2 separate regions of the Zea mays genome follow, and region 2 is linked to region 1. Evidence: chromatin contacts called from public Hi-C data. All regions are on one chromosome and are shown on one strand. The core of a region is the stretch at or near the end of the contact, and the rest is flanking DNA. Distances in the headings are between cores, read along the strand shown. Region 1 holds the start of LOC100286248 (pop3 peptide). Region 2 holds the start of LOC103636052 (inactive protein kinase SELMODRAFT_444075).

What was found. Hi-C and Micro-C count contacts between places; a contact is called where the count stands out from the background.
Region 2: a Hi-C map of leaf shows a contact between it and region 1, with 9 times the contacts expected there. The contact joins the promoter of LOC103636052 here to the promoter of LOC100286248 in region 1. A contact is called at or near these places in 16 of 25 Hi-C or Micro-C datasets (bundle sheath, ear, endosperm and 6 more) and 1 of 3 datasets of contacts at active chromatin or transcription factors (shoot).

The regions. Positions count from the first base shown.
Region 1 is chr8:145,368,425-145,373,948 of Zm-B73-REFERENCE-NAM-5.0, reverse strand. LOC100286248 (pop3 peptide) reads left to right here and starts at 2,357. Exons shown (of 3, transcript NM_001358234.1): 1 at 2,357-2,546; 2 at 3,537-3,767; 3 at 4,321-4,724. The coding sequence starts at 2,431. The coding sequence ends at 4,507. LOC109941574 (a long non-coding RNA gene) reads right to left here and starts at 5,519. Exons shown (of 2, transcript XR_002264240.1): 1 at 5,425-5,519; 2 at 5,192-5,303.
Region 2 is chr8:145,502,209-145,507,732 of Zm-B73-REFERENCE-NAM-5.0, reverse strand. It overlaps LOC103636052 (inactive protein kinase SELMODRAFT_444075), which reads right to left and starts at 3,036. Exons shown (of 12, transcript XM_020542447.3): 1 at 2,770-3,036; 2 at 1,667-1,919; 3 at 1,349-1,485; 4 at 1,171-1,265; 5 at 40-1,064. The coding sequence starts at 1,892.

The sequences.
Region 1 (5,524 bases), core at 1,108-3,607:
ACGGCGAACTCCGCTCCGCCCGACCCTAGGGCTCGGACTCGGGCTAAGACCCGGAAGACGACGAACTCCGCTCCGCCCGACCCCAGGGCTCGGACTCGGGCTAAGACCCGGAAGACGGCGAACTCCGCTCCGCCCGACCCCAGGGCTCGGACTCGGGCTAAGACCCGGAAGACGGCGAACTCCGCTCCGCCCGACCCCAGGGCTCGGACTCGGGCTAAGACCCGGAAGACGGCGAACTCCGCTCCGCCCGACCCCAGGGCTCGGACTCGGGCTAAGACCCGGAAGACGACGAAACTCCGCCTCGCCCGACCCCAGGGCTCGGACTCCGCCCTGGCCTCGGCCGAACGACCTCCGCCTCGCCCGACCCCATGGCTCGGACTCGGCCTCGGCAACAGAAGACAGACTCAACCTCAGCTTCGGAGGAGCCCCCACGTCACCCTGCCTAGGGCACAGACCCGCCACGTCAACAGGAAGCGCCATCATCGTCCTACCCCGAATCGACTCGGGTCACGGAGAACAAGACCGGCGTCCCATCCGACCAGCCCCGCCGGATGGGCAATGATGGCGCTCCACAAGCTCTGTGACGACGGCGGCCCCCAGCTCTCTTACGGAAGCAGGGCGACGTCAGCAAGGACTCGACCGCTCCAACAGCTGTCCCTCCGCCAGGCTCCGTCGCACCTCCGACAGCCACGACATCACGCCAGCAAGGTGCCAAGACCTCTCCGGCTGCCACATTGGCATGTACCTAGGGCGCTAGCTCTCTCTCCGCTAGACACGTAGCACTCTGCTACACCCCCCATTGTACACCTGGATCCTCTCCTTACGACTATAAAAGGGAGGACCAGGGCCTTCTTAGAAGAGGTTGGCCGCGCGGGACCGAGGACGGGACAGGCGCTCTCTTGGGGCCGCTCGCTTCCCTCACCCGCGTGGACGCTTGTAACCCCCCTACTACAAGCGCACCCGACCTGGGCGCGGGACGAACACGAAGGCCGCGGGACTTCCACCTCTCTCACGCTCGACTCCGGCCACCTCGCCTCTCCCCCCTTCGCGCTCGCCCACGCGCTCGACCCATCTGGGCTGGGGCACGCAGCACACTCACTCGTCGGCTTTGGGACCCCCCTGTCTCGAAACGCCGACAGCACCGGACATGTCCGGTGAATTATAGCGGAGCGGATTCCCGAAGCTGGCGAGTTCAGAGTCGCTCTTCCTTGGAGCACCGGACACTGTCTGGTGTACACCGGACAGTCCGGTGAATTATAGCGGAGCGCCTCTGAATTTTCCCGAAGGTGAAGAGTTTGGCTTGAAGTCCCCTGGTGCACAGGATACTGTCCGGTGGTGCACCGGACACTGTCCGGTGGCACACCAGACAGTCCGGTGCGCCAGACCAGGACAACCTTCGGTTATCCCTTGCTCTCTTTGTTGAACCTATTTCTTGGTCTTTTTATTGGCTAAGTGTGAACCTTTGGCACCTGTATAACTTATACACTAGAGCAAACTAGTTAGTCCAATTATTTGTGTTGGGCAATTCAACCACCAAAATCAATTAGGAAAATAAGTGTAAGCCTAATTACCTTTCAGCCCCGCGATCAGTATCTCGTGTGTGGTTATCCATCTAATAACGTGGGATTTGTTAGCTATCGTGTAGGAATGAGTCGATACCCCCTATTTATATATGAAGGGTACGATCGATTGAGAACCCCCGAACACATTTCAATCGAACCAATTTACTTTCTTTAACTTTTTTGCCCTAGGAGTAGATGTAACGTAGTCCTAGTTATAGTTTTCCGCTTATCCACATGCACACCTATTTGACTCTAAATCGTCTAGATCCGTCTTGAGTAGCCTGCCGACCACAAGACAACCCTAGGATCTTATCTCGCAAGGGGTAAGATCTGGTTGTCAATCAAGAGATCTCTTTTTCGAGTTGATATATTAATTTCTAGGCGACTCTATTTCATCTGGGGACACCACGAGTGACCTGCCGACTCGGATTATCCTAAGATTTCTCTTTCAAAGGGCGAGATCTAGGCTCCTGCGGGGAAGAAGACGGTTCTGCGTTATCACGGACCGTCCGACCGAGAGCGCGGACCGTCTGAAGCGACGCAGGGAAGGAGCCGCTTCTACGCCTAGGTCGCAGATCGTCTGATCCAAAGCCGCAGATCGTTCGTGCCGACGTAGAGGGCACCACCGAACGGTAAGGCTGTCTCCAACAACAGTCTGTAAACTGTCTTGTCCGCTAAATTTGGAAGACTGAGAGCTCATTTTCACTTCCAGCAAGGTTCTCCAATCCGTCCGCTAAATTTTACGGGCGTCGCCAGAGCCGCTAATTGTGGCGGATCTTCGGACGTCCGCTACACGCCGATTCACTCCCTCTCTCGCGCTGGGGCGGAAACTTCTCCCTTGCGTCTTCCCATCGCGAAGGTCTTGTCCATGCCGACAGCTAGTTCCCGACGGACTTTCTCGGAGGCGGTCAGCACCGACGACGAGGAGGCTGCGCGGGGAGGCAAGGTCGGACGACCCTCGCCGCCTCGCTGCTCGTCGCGCAGGTAGTCTGCTACTTCTTACACGGTCGTCGCCGATGTTGGGCTCTTCGATGGTGCTGCCATCGACGGTGCAGACTCTCTGCACAGCCACGCCGATGAGCTCTCCTCTGTCGTCGTGGACATGCTTCACGATCCCCTTGCCATATGATTCACGGTTCCTCGCCTCGCGACTGCAACAAGTCGTGGTGGTGGCTGGTGTGCTCTAGGTGCTCGACGAAAGGTGTGTTTGTAGTTCGGCACTCTTTACCAATGGAAAGAGAGAGAAGTAAACAATATGCATGCGAAGTCAAAAAAAAGTGAAATCGAAATTCTTTTCTCTGTTTATTTGAAAATTGTAGAAAACGGGCATAATCTTTGTACATTTATTCATGCGGACACAAAAAAAGAATAGTATATTTAAAAGCTAGGTCTACGAAACTTGTTCACAAATTTAAGTTTAACTAATATGTATACTATATTTTTACATAATATTTAGACGTTTACAACTTTTTATTGCAAAATATTTATTTCATCAATTTTTAATGGCGTATTTTCAATACAAGTGCAAAATTAAAAAACAATGAATAAATATGATATTTATGTATTCAGTTAACACTGTAGAAATAGATGACCGAATTTAGAGGACGTTGCTCGAGGAGAAGATATAGAGGACAGAAATTTTTAGAGTGTGCTGTAAAGGATAATGAATATTTTTTTAGGAGATGAAATTTAGGGAACGTTGCTGAAGATAGACTAAGTGTGTTTGGATGGAGGGACGAGGAAGGACGAAGAGAGATGGGATGAAATCATTTTAACTTGACCCGCGTTTGATTTAGAAATCTAGAGTCAGGGTCAAGAAATATTCTTAGAAAATGGTGGATGATGTCATCTCTCAAAAAACAAGGAACGAGGTCAGTCCAGGATTAATCCTGACCAATCTCTCGTTCACACCGAACCAAACACTAAGTGATTGACATTCAGATCCACGCCAACAGCTGGTAATCATTTTCTCAGGTCGCGCAGCAAAGTAGCAAACTCCTGCGACCCTACCCACCGCACCTACCATTCTGGAGAGGAGAGGAACAGAGCCAAGAAACAAGCCCGGAAGATGGCAGGCGGCGGAGTGGTGAAGCACATCCTGCTGGCAAGCTTCAAGGAGGAGGTGACGCAGGAGCGCCTGGACGAGCTCATCCGAGGATACGCCGCGCTCGTCGGCGTGGTCCCCTCCATGAAGGCGTTCCACTGGTAATCAATACCTCCACTGATAGGACTCGATTCCGTGCCGACTGCTGCGTATGCCTCCCTGCTTCTGGCACCACCACCGGCCGCCAGGACCCTGACGCACCCCAGGTGCTCGACGAATTAGGTGACAGGTTTAGTTCAGTTTTGTTTTGAGACTCTCCCCGTGCGCAATCACCGATCGTGAATTCTTGACCGCTAGCCCTGTGATTTTGCTTATGCTCTCATGGATCCAGTGCCGTAGTAATATAGTCAAACTACTAGGTACCTATATCCGTTACGGAGTTATCGGATATATAGGAGCGTGGAAACGCGAATGCCCCGCTGCTGTATGAGCTACTGTTAACGCTGTTGCTTGTTCCACTCCCACGCTGAACCAAACGACAACGAGGAACCATCTGTTTGGGAATCGTTAATGGTGCACATATATTGGTTACATTTACGTTCTCATTTGCATTTCTGAACCGAACAGCACCATTGTAATTCTCTCGTTCCTTTGGTGCAAAGTTACCGTGCTGTTTGGTGCTATCAGGTTCCTCATGTGCTCTTTAATCTGTAGGGGAACTGATGTGAGCATAGAAAACATGCATCAAGGGTTCACGCACGTCTTCGAGTCCACGTTTGAAAGCACGGAAGGAATCAAGGAGTACATTGAGCACCCTGCACACGTCGAATTCGCAAGTGTGTTCTTGCCTGTGCTGGAGAAGGTCCTCATAATCGACTACAAACCGACGTCGGCCAATTAGCGGTAGAACATGCTCTGTACTGGTTCCTCGGAGGATCCAGTTTGATTCTACTCTTTATTTTGCTAAATAAACTCGGTCTGCTTTGTCCCTTGTTAAGAATGAGCTTTGAGTTTTCTGTAGTGCAATTGTTGTAGCTTCGCATGTTTTCATATGGGAATTACGTTCCTAAAGACCGTATTTGCCACTTGGAAGCAGCAAACTGCTTGAACTTCTTGGAGATTGGACGCTGGTTTGTTTCTTGGTTCGGAAAGAGGAAGTAGGTGGATGGCGTGAGACTGCTCTAGTTATTTTTTTTGTCGGATTATTTACTCGTTAATATAGCTCCCATCCTAAAATATAATTCGTTTTAGATTAGACATATATTTATTAATTAGTATATGATTGTAGTTTGTATGTATATCTATATTCACTATTATTCGTTCGAATGTGGAGTGAAAAAATGCTAGAAAAAACTATATTTCAAGGGTTAGTTTGGAAACTCATTTTTTCCAAGTGATTTCTGTTTTCCTAAGAAAAAATAAACTATTTCTCCTTAAAAATGGAAATACCTTAAGAAAACAAGGTTTTCAAACTAGCCCTAAGAAAAACAGAGTTCCCAAACTTCCCAAACTATGGAGGAAGTGTAACCGTGGTTTTTTTGGGTTTACTTGTAAATACTGTCGTTCTTCGTTATTGTATTATGTGGGGAAAATATCCTATGCAATCACTTATCCTGGTGCAAGCATGCAATCAAGCGATCTGGTGCATCCGATCTAGATCTAATGATGACTGTTATTTTATATTTAACCCCTTCCACCTAAAACATAGTACCTATTTTACTTTTAACCCCTTCCATATGAAACCGTTGGATCTAGATTGGATGCTCTGGATAGTTTGATTGCACGCTTGCACCAAAATGAGTGATTGCACAGGTCCACCTAAAACATAGTACCTATTTTACTTTTAACCCCTTCCATATGAAACCGTTGGATCTAGATTGGATGCTCTGGATAGTTTGATTGCACGCTTACACCAAAA
Region 2 (5,524 bases), core at 1,787-4,286, 130 kb before region 1:
GTTTCATGTACAAAAGTGCTACCGAGAAAACAATCTTACCATAGAGATGTGAGTCCAAAGATCTATTGCAGATGTACTCGTAAACCAATAAACGCCTTCTGTCCTCAACACAAAAACCAATCAGCATTACAACATTTCGATGTTGTGCACAACTAAGAACTTCCACCTCTGAGCAGAATTCAACATCACCCTGAGAACTAGCAAGCTTGTGTTGCTTAACAGCGATAGCCTGCCCATCAGGAAGGACACCTTGATGAACAGAACCAAATCCACCTTCAGCTAAGAAATTTGCTTGGGAGAAACCACCAGTTGCAAGCTCCAGTTCAGCATAACTAAACCACCGAGGTGGCTTTCCGAAAACAGGTGCCTTGTGCTGACATATTGAACAAAGTGGAGGTGGTCCAGGAGGTGCATTCCTTGCCAATGAGACAGCATCCCTGACATCTCCGCGGAAGTTTAAGTCTGACCTGCTTCTCATAGCACTAATTTCATTCAGGAGATCCAGCTTGGAAATCTTTTCCAACAAAACATCTGCAGTTGCAGTACGAGTTTTCCGTGGAACTTTTCCAAGCGACCTTGAGGATGCTGATCCCTGTAGAATATCAGACATCCATGGCTGAAAAGAGAAATTTGCTGGAGGGCTCAATGTTTCACTGTCCGAATCAGAAATATTGACATCTGAATGCTGAATTTTATCCTTTGTTGCTAGTACCTCTTTCTTCAGAGAACCATTTATTTCAGAAGCAGAAAATGGAGATGCCCCAGGGTCTGAACTTGAGACAGAGGAAGTTCCCGCTTCAGTACTTCTGAAAGGTGTATCCAGGTCTGGGCTGCTATTTGGGGTTACAGCAGGTCCTCGAATTGAACTTCGTGCCTCCTTAACATCAGTTGCAGTTTTACCACTAGAACAATCTAACACAGGTGGAACTGCACATGTTGCTTTAGACTCTTTATCAGGAGATCCCACAAGATTAAGCCGAAGGACTTTAGGCTGAGAACGCTTCATAACAACAATGTTGCACTGAAGCTCCTCCACACAACGCTTCTCCTCGTGCTTCAAATCCCTAAAGCAGCAGCAACATACAATTTATTAAGCAAAAATAACAATGAAAGAATGTAGGCTGTATTCAAAAAAAACTACTGTTTCAGGAGTTGAGAGTTGACCATTACTTGTCTAGCACAACCCAGCTTGCTTGTGCTTGCTTACACTCAGCAGCAACAACACCAGAAGGAGAGCCGGAAACAAGCTTATACATTACATTTATCTACAGAAGCACAGATAAATTAAGCACACAAGTATATGATAATTTTAATAAACATGTAAACGAGCATTAGCACCAGGTCAAACCATGTCAATATCATACACATCCAATTTCTTCAACATTTGAGAACACAACTCTGATAAATCACATTTCTGATCCACCATAGACTTATGGCCACTTGCACAGTCTCCGGCAAACAGTGGAAAACCCCAGAATTTTCTGCCTGAAATGGTGAAGCGTGCACATATTTTTCAGGCAACTACTGGAAAACCGGAGAGAAACATTGACAGAATTACGTGATCATTGTAACTAAAGTGGATATGATTAGTAGTACAAGCAAACGTGCACATGAGCACTCATTGATGCCCAGAAGCAAACAGGAAAGCCAAAAGCGGAAACAATACCAGAGCTCTGTGCCGGGATGACGACGAGGAGTATGATGCTTCCGCCGGGCTGCACGACATGCGTGAGCGCCCAGATGACGGCTGTCTTGGAGATCTCCCTCGTGGCTGCCCTTACCGCGACCACCACCTTCTCTGCCTTCACGGTCATGGAGGCCGCTCCCTTGCCAGCCACGGGCTTCCCCTTCCTCTGCAGCAGCAGCTGCTGCTGGGAAGAGCCCACAATCATCTTCTTCCTCTAGACAACCAGCGATGCCTACAAATCCAGAAGCACTAAGCCAGAAAACCCAACTGCCAAAGCAAACAACTCAACAACCTAAGACCCAAGAAGAAACAGCCAAAGCAAACTAGAATTGATGCCCGCCTAGTACAAACAACACAGCAACCGCGCTCTCATGGCAACAGGGAGGGGAGACGAGTGAGCAAGCGAGCGAGTACCGTACCACTGGTAGTTGCCACTAGAGTTGGACGCCGAACCTGCTTGGCAGGCGGAGTTGAACCAAAAAGGCGAGCAACACGACAGGTAAAGATGATTGAGTTAGAAAAGGAGGCAGCCTTTTCCACCAGTTCAAGTGTTGGCCTAGGTCCCGCCCATCGCAGCCTTTATTGGTGGCCGCAGATGGGAGCGGGCACCACCGCTGCGGTCGCCGGCACTGTAGACGGGAAAGATGACCCCGGACCCTCGGCTTCGGCTGGTGGTCAGATTGCACAGTGCAGCCTCGTCCTCCGCCTACCCACAGTATTCCGGGGCACGCCACAGGAATCGCCGTCACAAATTATTCGAGCCGGACGTGCCCTCGCAGATCTCGCCGCGCTTCGCGCCTCAGAATTGGCCTCTCCATGTGGGAGGAATCAAAGCCAGAATCGAAATTTCTTCTCTCCCGACAAGGAAATCCCCAGCCCCCCCACCCAAAAAAAAATGCAACGCTGGATTTGACTCGCATTTCGTTCCATAAACAAACGAATGATATACCAACTGCAAAAACAGGGGAGACAAAACCGTTCCGATTTCTGCAGCTCCCATCTGAGCGGCGCCGAATTCACACCCCGCCCTCAAACGAAGGCGGAACCGGAAAACCAGAGTCACCGAAGGGAAAGAGACGCACCAGGGGGGCGCGACGGCGACGAACGAGCTCCGCGCCTCCGCCGCCGACGGCAGCGCACCCTGTCCTCCTCCTTGCCGAGCGACGCGGCGCGGGCAAACCCTAGCCCTCACTGAGAACGCGTGGAAGCCGGGACAGAGGCGTTGGAAGAAGTGGCCATTAAAGCGGTGAATGCGCCGAAGCTATTAAAGAGCTCCATTGCTCCGCGCGAACCTCTGGCTCCCTCAGCTACTACTTCCCACTTCCTGACTTCCACGACCTTCAACCGCAGCCCCGATCGCCTTCGACCCTTTCAACCGAAGAATTACCCTCTTCGCCCTTCCGTATTTTCAAATATTACTAGCTATGCCACTCCCTCCCTGAATGGGAAAACGCATTTAAAAACCGGCTGACGGGGCAGAGAGTAACTGCCGTCGGTTTGCAATCTAACGGCCAATGAAGCCATAGAGTAAATGCTGCCCAGGGTGCCCTCGTGGGCCGAGCAGGCTGTCCTTAGCCAGGGACCACCTGGCAGGATCAGAGAGGAGTCGTGGCGGGGGTGCGGTCCGGCGCGCGGAGGCGTCAGGGGCGCCCTGTGTGTGTCCAGTGGACAGTGAAATGGTCCCCGTGGACGTGGTGTACCAAGTGCTTGCTGCTTGAGTTTGTTGCAGCCGCTGCCAACGCTGGATCCCAGGGTTTTGATCTGGTCTCTGTTGCCACTTGCCATTGATTCTGGGTTCACCCAGTGCTGCTTGCCAAAAGAATTTAACTCAATTTTTACATGCTTTAAGAGACACCCGCTAGGGTCTGTCCTTTTATTTAACACCACTGTACAACGATTATATGAAAACAAACATTACACATATTAGGTAACTAGGTAAATACCCGTACGTTGCAACGGGGTAAAAATAGTACAACTATAACATATGTATGGACATATGTTATGCAGAAAACAAGCAAATCACTATGATAAACTCATAATGACTTGTCACCTTGTTCGAAGGGAAAAAAGGTGCTCCTTAGTCTTACAGCTTTAAGAAGAGAACCATACATATGTCACCGCATTACTCCAATCTCCAATAATGAAACGGGTGTAGGATTATGTTGTCTCCGTCTGGGAAAGACATGTGCAAAGATTAAAAACTTCAGTTCATCACTAACAAAAAGCATAAAAGTGATTAAGAACACTACCATCATAGAACTCTTGATTTTTAGGATCACTGAGGACCTCATAAGCCTGAGCTAGCTCCTAGAACTGAAACAAATTCATGAGTTCTTAGTTTTTATCACAATCAGAAAATCAACAGCCCTAACCAACCATTTATACAGCCTTACAACTAAACATTGCCATATTCATGCAAATTAGGCAAAATGACCTATATATACATCACTGTTGGTTCTGCCAAGCAAGATCAAAAGCACCATGATAGACTGTGGAGGTGGCGGTGCGGGCGAGCTTGGATGTATATATCAGCCTATGAACCAAGTAACAGTAGCAGCAGAGTTTCAATGATTATAATTCTATTCTTGGATCGTAGAATTGTTCAGTATCTTTCTCATTGCTCGCTAGTGCCGACTGGGTATAATGTATATGGAAATGGAGATATGAAACGGAAATATGAAACATTGCTAACTAATACTATCTTCATAGCTGGTGGAAGAAAACTTTTTCCCCCTGAGTGTAATTAATTGGCGAGAGAAACTAATGCAGTGTCCTGTTTTGTTTCACCTTCTTGTAGTTGTAGGGCTTGGCAGAGAAACACTGGGGGCACCTTGAAGAGATCCTCGTCGCTGTCCTTCTCTGCCGGTGGCACAATGATGAAGAAGGTCCCTGCTTGCAAGTATTGGGTGACGGGCATGTCATCCCGCAGGTTCCAGTCGCCGAACATCGGGATCCGGTGCCACTTGCAGTCATCTTGCGCCTGTCAGAAAAAAAGAAACGAAACAGAGTTTACTCCTCTAGTGAAAGCTTGGAAGCCAGTCTTGGAAGCAAGAAAGACAGTATGTGCATGTATGACACATACGTGCTTGTTTCAAAAGAAAATGAACACTGTTAAGAGCATAGTATGTCTCTCAGATTCACAGTAGATAACTACTCCTATATAAGAAGATCATATCATTTCCAACTGCCATGGCTTGTTTCTCTATTAGCAAGAACATGCTCAAGGCCGGACCTAGGCATGTGCGAGTCGTGCGCTCGCACAGGGGCTCCAAAAATTGAGGGTCCCAAAACTTAGCAGATCTATTCTAGTTTTATGATTTTTTACAACACATATTAATATGTAGCACATATTTTTCTCCCTACCATGCTGCTGCGCTGAGGTGGAACTATCGAGCGTTGCAACAAAAAAATGAATCTTTATAGGATCTTAACATGTTTGTTCGCATGAACGAAGTTCTCTAAATTAAAGCTACTAAATTTATATTTGTGTTTTACTATGACACAAAAAATGTATTATTTAGACACAATAACACTCGAGAGTGAAGCGTTGGATAAGATCGAATATAAGCATATCGTACAAGATTTTCTTTAAAACCCACCAAAAGAACGATGTTATTCAAATAAATGGATATGTTTCTTTAGATATTCTGTTACAATATAAATTATTGTAACTTGTAGATTGTTATTACTGTTTTTTAATAACAAAATATAGATTACACTGCTTTAGATTTGGCATAGGGCCTCAAATTTCTCAGGCCCGGTCCTGGACATGCTACATAGTTTAAGTTTTTTGTGCAAAAGGATGCAGATGCCCAGGCCATATATCATGACGAGGCT